Regions from separate parts of the Rattus norvegicus genome. Here region 1 is linked to region 2. Evidence: chromatin contacts called from public Hi-C data. All regions are on one chromosome and are shown on one strand. Each heading gives the region's core, a stretch centred on a gene start, on an enhancer-like site or on the middle of the called end of the contact. The rest is flanking DNA. Distances are from core to core; before and after follow the strand shown.

Region 1 (2,913 bases), core at 125-2,624, 140 kb before region 2:
TTTTAAGACAGCCAATCAACAATATTTTGTTAAAGTCCCTCCCTTTCCACGAAGGACAACCAATAGGCTTTTGAATCATGCTCCAATTCTGGGATATGACAGTTGTATTCTTGAAAGCTAATTGTCGAACTCTTCATCAGATTCCTAAAATTAAAAAGTTAACATAGTCAGACAACAGAAACAAAACAATATCAGAAATCCACCTGATCCCTAAATGTGATGCCCTTATCAAACCCCTGCCTCTCATCGTTTAATAATCTAGGAGAAAAAGGAAGCAGATTTAAGAGCCAGAGATGGATGACTCCAAAGGAATAGCATCTTCCAAATATTACAGGGTTGATGTCCATATGAACTAAGAGAGACTGACGACAGCCTATGAAGGCCTGCATAAGTGAAAAATCCCACTCTCAACTGAAACTATTTGCAACTAATATTTTCTTTGGAAAATTAGCCCATGTTGCTGGGTGGCTGTGGTAGAGCCAGGCTGTGTGTAGACTTGGAGGGGCGTGGAGCATGTGCGGCAGACTGCGGCAGGGTGCGGTATCTGTCGCCCAGCTCCTGACTTGGACTGTAGCTCGCCTTTTTTAGTCTCTACGTGAGGAAATCAGTTTTCTCCAGAGGATATGTTAACTACACTCTAAGGAAGGCCCCATGCTCAGTACTAGCTGGCTAGCACTAAAATTAATTCCATGTTTTTTTTTTTTGTGTGTGTGTGTGTACTTTTTTTGTTTTGATATTTTTGACATTTTGGTTTTATTTTCATTTTGATTTTTTTATTTAATCAGAAAGAGAAAGAACATGATATTGGATGGGTTTGGAGGTGGGGAAAATCTGGAATGGAATTGGGGAAGGGGAAAGAATACAAACAAAATAAATTTTGTATGAAAGAAGACATTAAAATAAAGAAAAGTTTAAAAAGGACTGGAATGAAAATATATGAAATCTAAATAAGATAGTTGGTACCAAAAATGTTAAATTAGTAACAATCGTATAAATATTAAAGCTATATACAATGACAAACAATTTGAATCTTTTGTGAACCAACCGAGCACACTCTCTCAAGAAGCATGTTCTTGTAACCGTCCAAATTTATAAATTTCCCTCTACTTCAGATTTGGAGGTATCAACCATAAAAAGCACATTCACATTCTATGGTTTTTAGGTTCATTAGCAGGCCTGTGCAGGGGAAGGTAGGTAGTTGTAGGCAGGAGCAGGGCTGCGGTGCGGGGGCGGGGCCAGAAGCTCGGGGGCGGAGCCACATCTCGGGGCGGGGACACGTCTGGGAGGTGGGGCCTCGTCTCGGGAGCACGCCCTTGACGTGCCCACGCCGTTCCGCCCCTCCACGCTGTAGCCCAGTCAACTTGCAGACGACACGCAACAGGCCGTACCTGGTGAGTGTGGTGGTTCTGACTACCGTGCGGTACAGCGTGTGCGCCTCGGGTCCGGCTGAGAAGTGCAGCTCCGGAGGGCTCAGGCCTGGCTGGTGAGCTGGGTGGCTGAGGGCTGCGGACCCGGCCACGTGCACCGCGGTCCGGGTGGCCGGAGGCACAAGCGAGCTTGGCCGGCTTGCCAGAGCGAGGTTGCGCGCGCAGACGGGGAGGGGCGGGGAGCACGTGCGGCGGACTGAGGCGGGGCACGGGGACTGTGGCCCTGCTCCCGACTCGGAACGGAGCTTGCTTTTTCATCTCCACTTGAGGAAAACTGCCTGCCTGACTCCAGGGTGTCCAACAGGTTACTAAGAACAGGTTTCAGGAAGTCCACCAGCATTCATCATCTGAACTTCCGGCGCCGCGAATTGGGCTTTACCAGCTCCTTTTTGTACCTTGATGCCTCTAACTTTTGGGCTGCATCTTTTGTGACCTCACGGCCCCCCAAATACACGTGATTCGTATTCCGTTTGTATAAAGCTCCAAAACATAACTGCCATTCAGTGAGACATCTCTGAATTAATGAAAACCCTACTATGTGCAGGTTAGCCTGGTGATCTTGTTACAAGCAATATATAATTAAAAAATAATTTATCGTTTTATTCCCTGTGTGGATGCACACGTGCTATGGTGTACCGGTGGAGGTTGGTGGACACTTTGAGGGAATCCTTTCCTTCCGCTATGTGGGTCTCAGAGATTAAACAAGGTGGTCAGGGTTGGTCCGCAGGTGTCTTTACTGACTTAGCCATCTCTCAGGCCCATGATGTATAACTATTGTCAGGCGTGATTAATTGAGCCAAGTCCAATCTAGTGTTCTCTAGGTTAGTGGGCCTAAAATTCGTTAATTAAGGACTTGTGTGAATGTAGATTTCTGCCTCCAGCATCTGAAGTAGTAATCTACTAGGCTTTATGTGCATCTAGAAATTTGCATGTTACAAGCTTTGCTGGTAAAATACTAACAGAGAGAGACTTCCCTCCCAGCCGCTAGTGTTGATATCTATGGTTACTTGTACAGAGTAATAGTCCTGAATTGTGCACGCCGCCTCCTCCTCCGCCGCCTCCTCCTCCTCCTCCCCCTCCTCCTCCTCCTCCTCCTCCTCCTCTTTCCCAAGTGGTGTTTTATTTTGTTGTTTTGTTTATTTTTCTTGGGTGTGTTTTTGTTTTGTTTTGTTTGTTTGTTTTGGGGGGTGAATAAGGCTTGAGAATTTGCTAAGAAGAAAAAGTGAAGAAAAAAATCTTATGACTTGACTGTCTTGTGCCATACTTGGTTAGATTTTAGTAAGGTAGAGGTAGCTATCCCTTAAGAAGCTCTTTGTGACTTTTTGACATCAAATTTTACCATGGGGAAATTAGGACGGCCTAAAATGTAAATTCTTCAAGTTTGTCGACTATACTAAGAATGCCAACATTTATTTTTGTGTTGAATTTATCAGTGATAGAGCAGTTACCAGTTTATAAGCCGAGACTCTTTTGGAATTCTTTAAGT
Region 2 (2,700 bases), core at 10-2,509:
AGATGCATTATGCTAACAGGTGCTTACAGTAGAACATGTTCCACAATTAGGAAAACCGAGGAGCACGAAGGGCTAACAACAAATCACAAACCCTAAATAGTAATGGAACTAGAAGCGCCAGTGATTTCAGATCCATTTTTCTTTGAAGTCCATCAGCAAGTCTTTAGTCTGAGGTAAATATAGCTCTCTAGAGGGCAACCTTCCAAGGACATGGGTTACAGGTTCTTCTGGTGCAAGTGAAGTTGGCCTCACTTCTCAAAAAGAGAGGAGAGGTAGAAGGAGAGAGAGAGAGAGAGAGAGAGAGAGAGAGAGAGAGAGAGAGAGGGGGGGGGGGGAGGGAGGGAGGGAGAGAGAGGGAGGGAGGGAGGGGAGAGTTACCTCCTTTTGGAGATGAGGAAATTAAAAAAAAAAAAAACCGGACATTTTAATGAGACGAATTTTTAAAAATGTCAGTCTTTAAAGCAGCAGTAGAGGAAAAGAGGTTATGGAAAGAGTGCGCATAATAATCATTAAACTAAGCCAGCTCTCAGCTCCAGCCCCGGCTCCCCCAAATCGGAGCGCCTCAGTCAGATGTCCCAAGTGGGAGAGAGAGGAAGGAGGAAGGGCGGCAACATTTAAACTGTAAACAAATCTGGCGAAGACTCCAGATTCTGGAAGTAGTCTCGGAAAGCTCTTATCGCAACTCTTTTAGGAGTCACTTCGAGAAAACCTTAAGATGACAAAGCACGAAGCGGAGGGGCGCGAGGTTCCCTCGGCCGCTGCACAGCCTCCCACGAGTGGAGGGGACAGAGCCGGGAGCCCCGATGGCGGCGGGAAAGGAACCGGCCGGGAGCAAGAACTTCCCCAGATCTAAGCCACCCAGGGCGGGACGGGAGGAAACCCGAGCGAAGGAGGAAGGAGCGCACAGCGCCCCCGCGGCTCCCACCTGGCTGCACTCCGGTTCGCTCCCGCCGGCTGGCCGGTCCCCGGCTTCTCCTCCTCTTCCTCTTCCTTGTCCCGGGAAGGGTTCCGCGGAGCGAAGAACCGAGAGAAGCTGTGCCAGGGGGCGCTGCCCCTCCTGCGGCCGCCGGACATCTCCCCGCGCGCCGCCGGGCCGTCCGCGGGCCCCGACGAGCCGCTGGCCGGAGCGCGGGTGGCCGCAGCCCTGGCTCGCTGAGCACAGCGGGAGTCAGCGCGGGCGGCCGGCGGGGCTCTTCCAGCCTGGCCGGCACGAGCGCTCCCGTGCGGCTCCTCCTCCTGCCCGCGCCCGGAGCTGCCCGCCCCCGGGAGGAGCCAGCAGCCGCGACCGCCCCGTCGGCCGTAGCTCGCAGGTCCCGGAGAAGCAGCCTGGGGATGCTAGGCTCCGGCTTCCCGCTCAAACCACCACGGCCAGCAGCCCACTTGGCTTGGCCCACACAAACTGTAAATGCCTTGCTTCCCTTCCCTAGTTAGGATCGTTTTAAAACTGGGTAATCAAGTCTGGGGAAACACCTGGCAAGATGCAGCACCAGCTTGCCTGCCCTGCAGCCCTGCAAGCAAAACACAGCCTTTCTAAGGACAGTTTCAGCCGGCAGGGGAGAGCCCATCTGTCCAGCTGTCAGCACCTTGTTTCTGCTTCAGCTGGCTCAGATGTGGAGTAACTAACTCACCCAGGTGTGCTTCAGCTCTCACCCTTCACCTATGGGCCACTCCCAGAATCCTTTTTCAAGAAATGACCCTGATCAAAAACAAATGAGTCAAGTATGACTCAAACCAGAAAACGCTGAAACAAATAGTTTTGTTGTTGCGTAGATGTTACTGTATTCTGTAAGGCCAGAGGTTCTTAACATTATAATAAAATGACTTTGTAAACAGAGTAGCAGCTAGTTCAGAAAGCACAGTGCCACATTCACCCCAGGTGTATTGTCATATTTTGTCTGAAGTCAAATTCCAGAGATACAAAATTCAAGAAAGCAGTGGGGCATTTAATCACTAAAAGTTAGGTGGGCAAATAACATGAAAATAAGGTGATATCCCTCTGTGGTTGGCCTGAAAAGTGAGGAGCTTGCAGTCTGTCAGCCCCAAGTAATCATAGTCGGTTAAGGAGCCTTCCCGCTGCCCCACAGCTACCCCTTTGAACCATTTTCATCCTTCAACTGGATCTGAAACTCACGGTAACAGAATAAGAAAAAATTAGGATAAGATAAAATTAGACAGCATTAAAAAGTTGGCCAAGCTCACATTATCTTGAAAGAGAATAAGTATTAAAGATCTACTAATCAGAAAGCCCAGAAGGATTCAAAACCAAAAACCTGAAGCAAATTCTTTCCTGCAACTTCAAGGCCTAGAGAATAATGTGTCTCCCCAAAACAAGGTTAGCTGACTACCAGCTGCCTCACCCATTTGCCCTGTGAGGAAAGCGACCCTACACCTCAACGTTGGCACAGAGGGTGCAGGCAGGAGTCTGTCTGGGGGTAAAAGTGTCTGGCAGCCAATAAGATTATGAAGCAATTCTGATTTTCAATAATACTATTTCTCTCTATTAGGTGATAGTCCAGATATTAGTATTTCTTTATAATTAGTCTCCTAGGTACATGCAGAAGTATTAGGCTCAAAACATGGAAAATTCTTCGTATTGAATTTTTATTTGCTTTCCCAATATTCAGCAGATTTTTAGACTTCCTCTAGCCTTACAGTCTTAGCATACAAAGCACACTCTTGCATCCTGAATTCTAGGATTCA

Evidence for each region. A called contact is a pair of places that touch in the nucleus more often than the background predicts.
Region 1: a contact with region 2 is called in a Hi-C map of the A7r5 cell line, with 3 times the contacts expected there. The contact joins the promoter of Riox2 here to the promoter of Crybg3 in region 2. A contact is called at or near these places in 10 of 12 Hi-C or Micro-C datasets (the A7r5 cell line, the Rat2 cell line, Schwann cells and 7 more).

The regions. Positions count from the first base shown.
Region 1 is chr11:54,352,213-54,355,125 of GRCr8, reverse strand. It overlaps Riox2 (ribosomal oxygenase 2), which reads left to right and starts at 1,374. Exons shown (of 10, transcript NM_153309.2): 1 at 1,374-1,391. It also overlaps the pseudogene Nlrp4a-ps1.
Region 2 is chr11:54,216,958-54,219,657 of GRCr8, reverse strand. Crybg3 (crystallin beta-gamma domain containing 3) reads right to left here and starts at 1,259. Exons shown (of 22, transcript XM_213639.11): 1 at 926-1,259. The coding sequence starts at 1,074.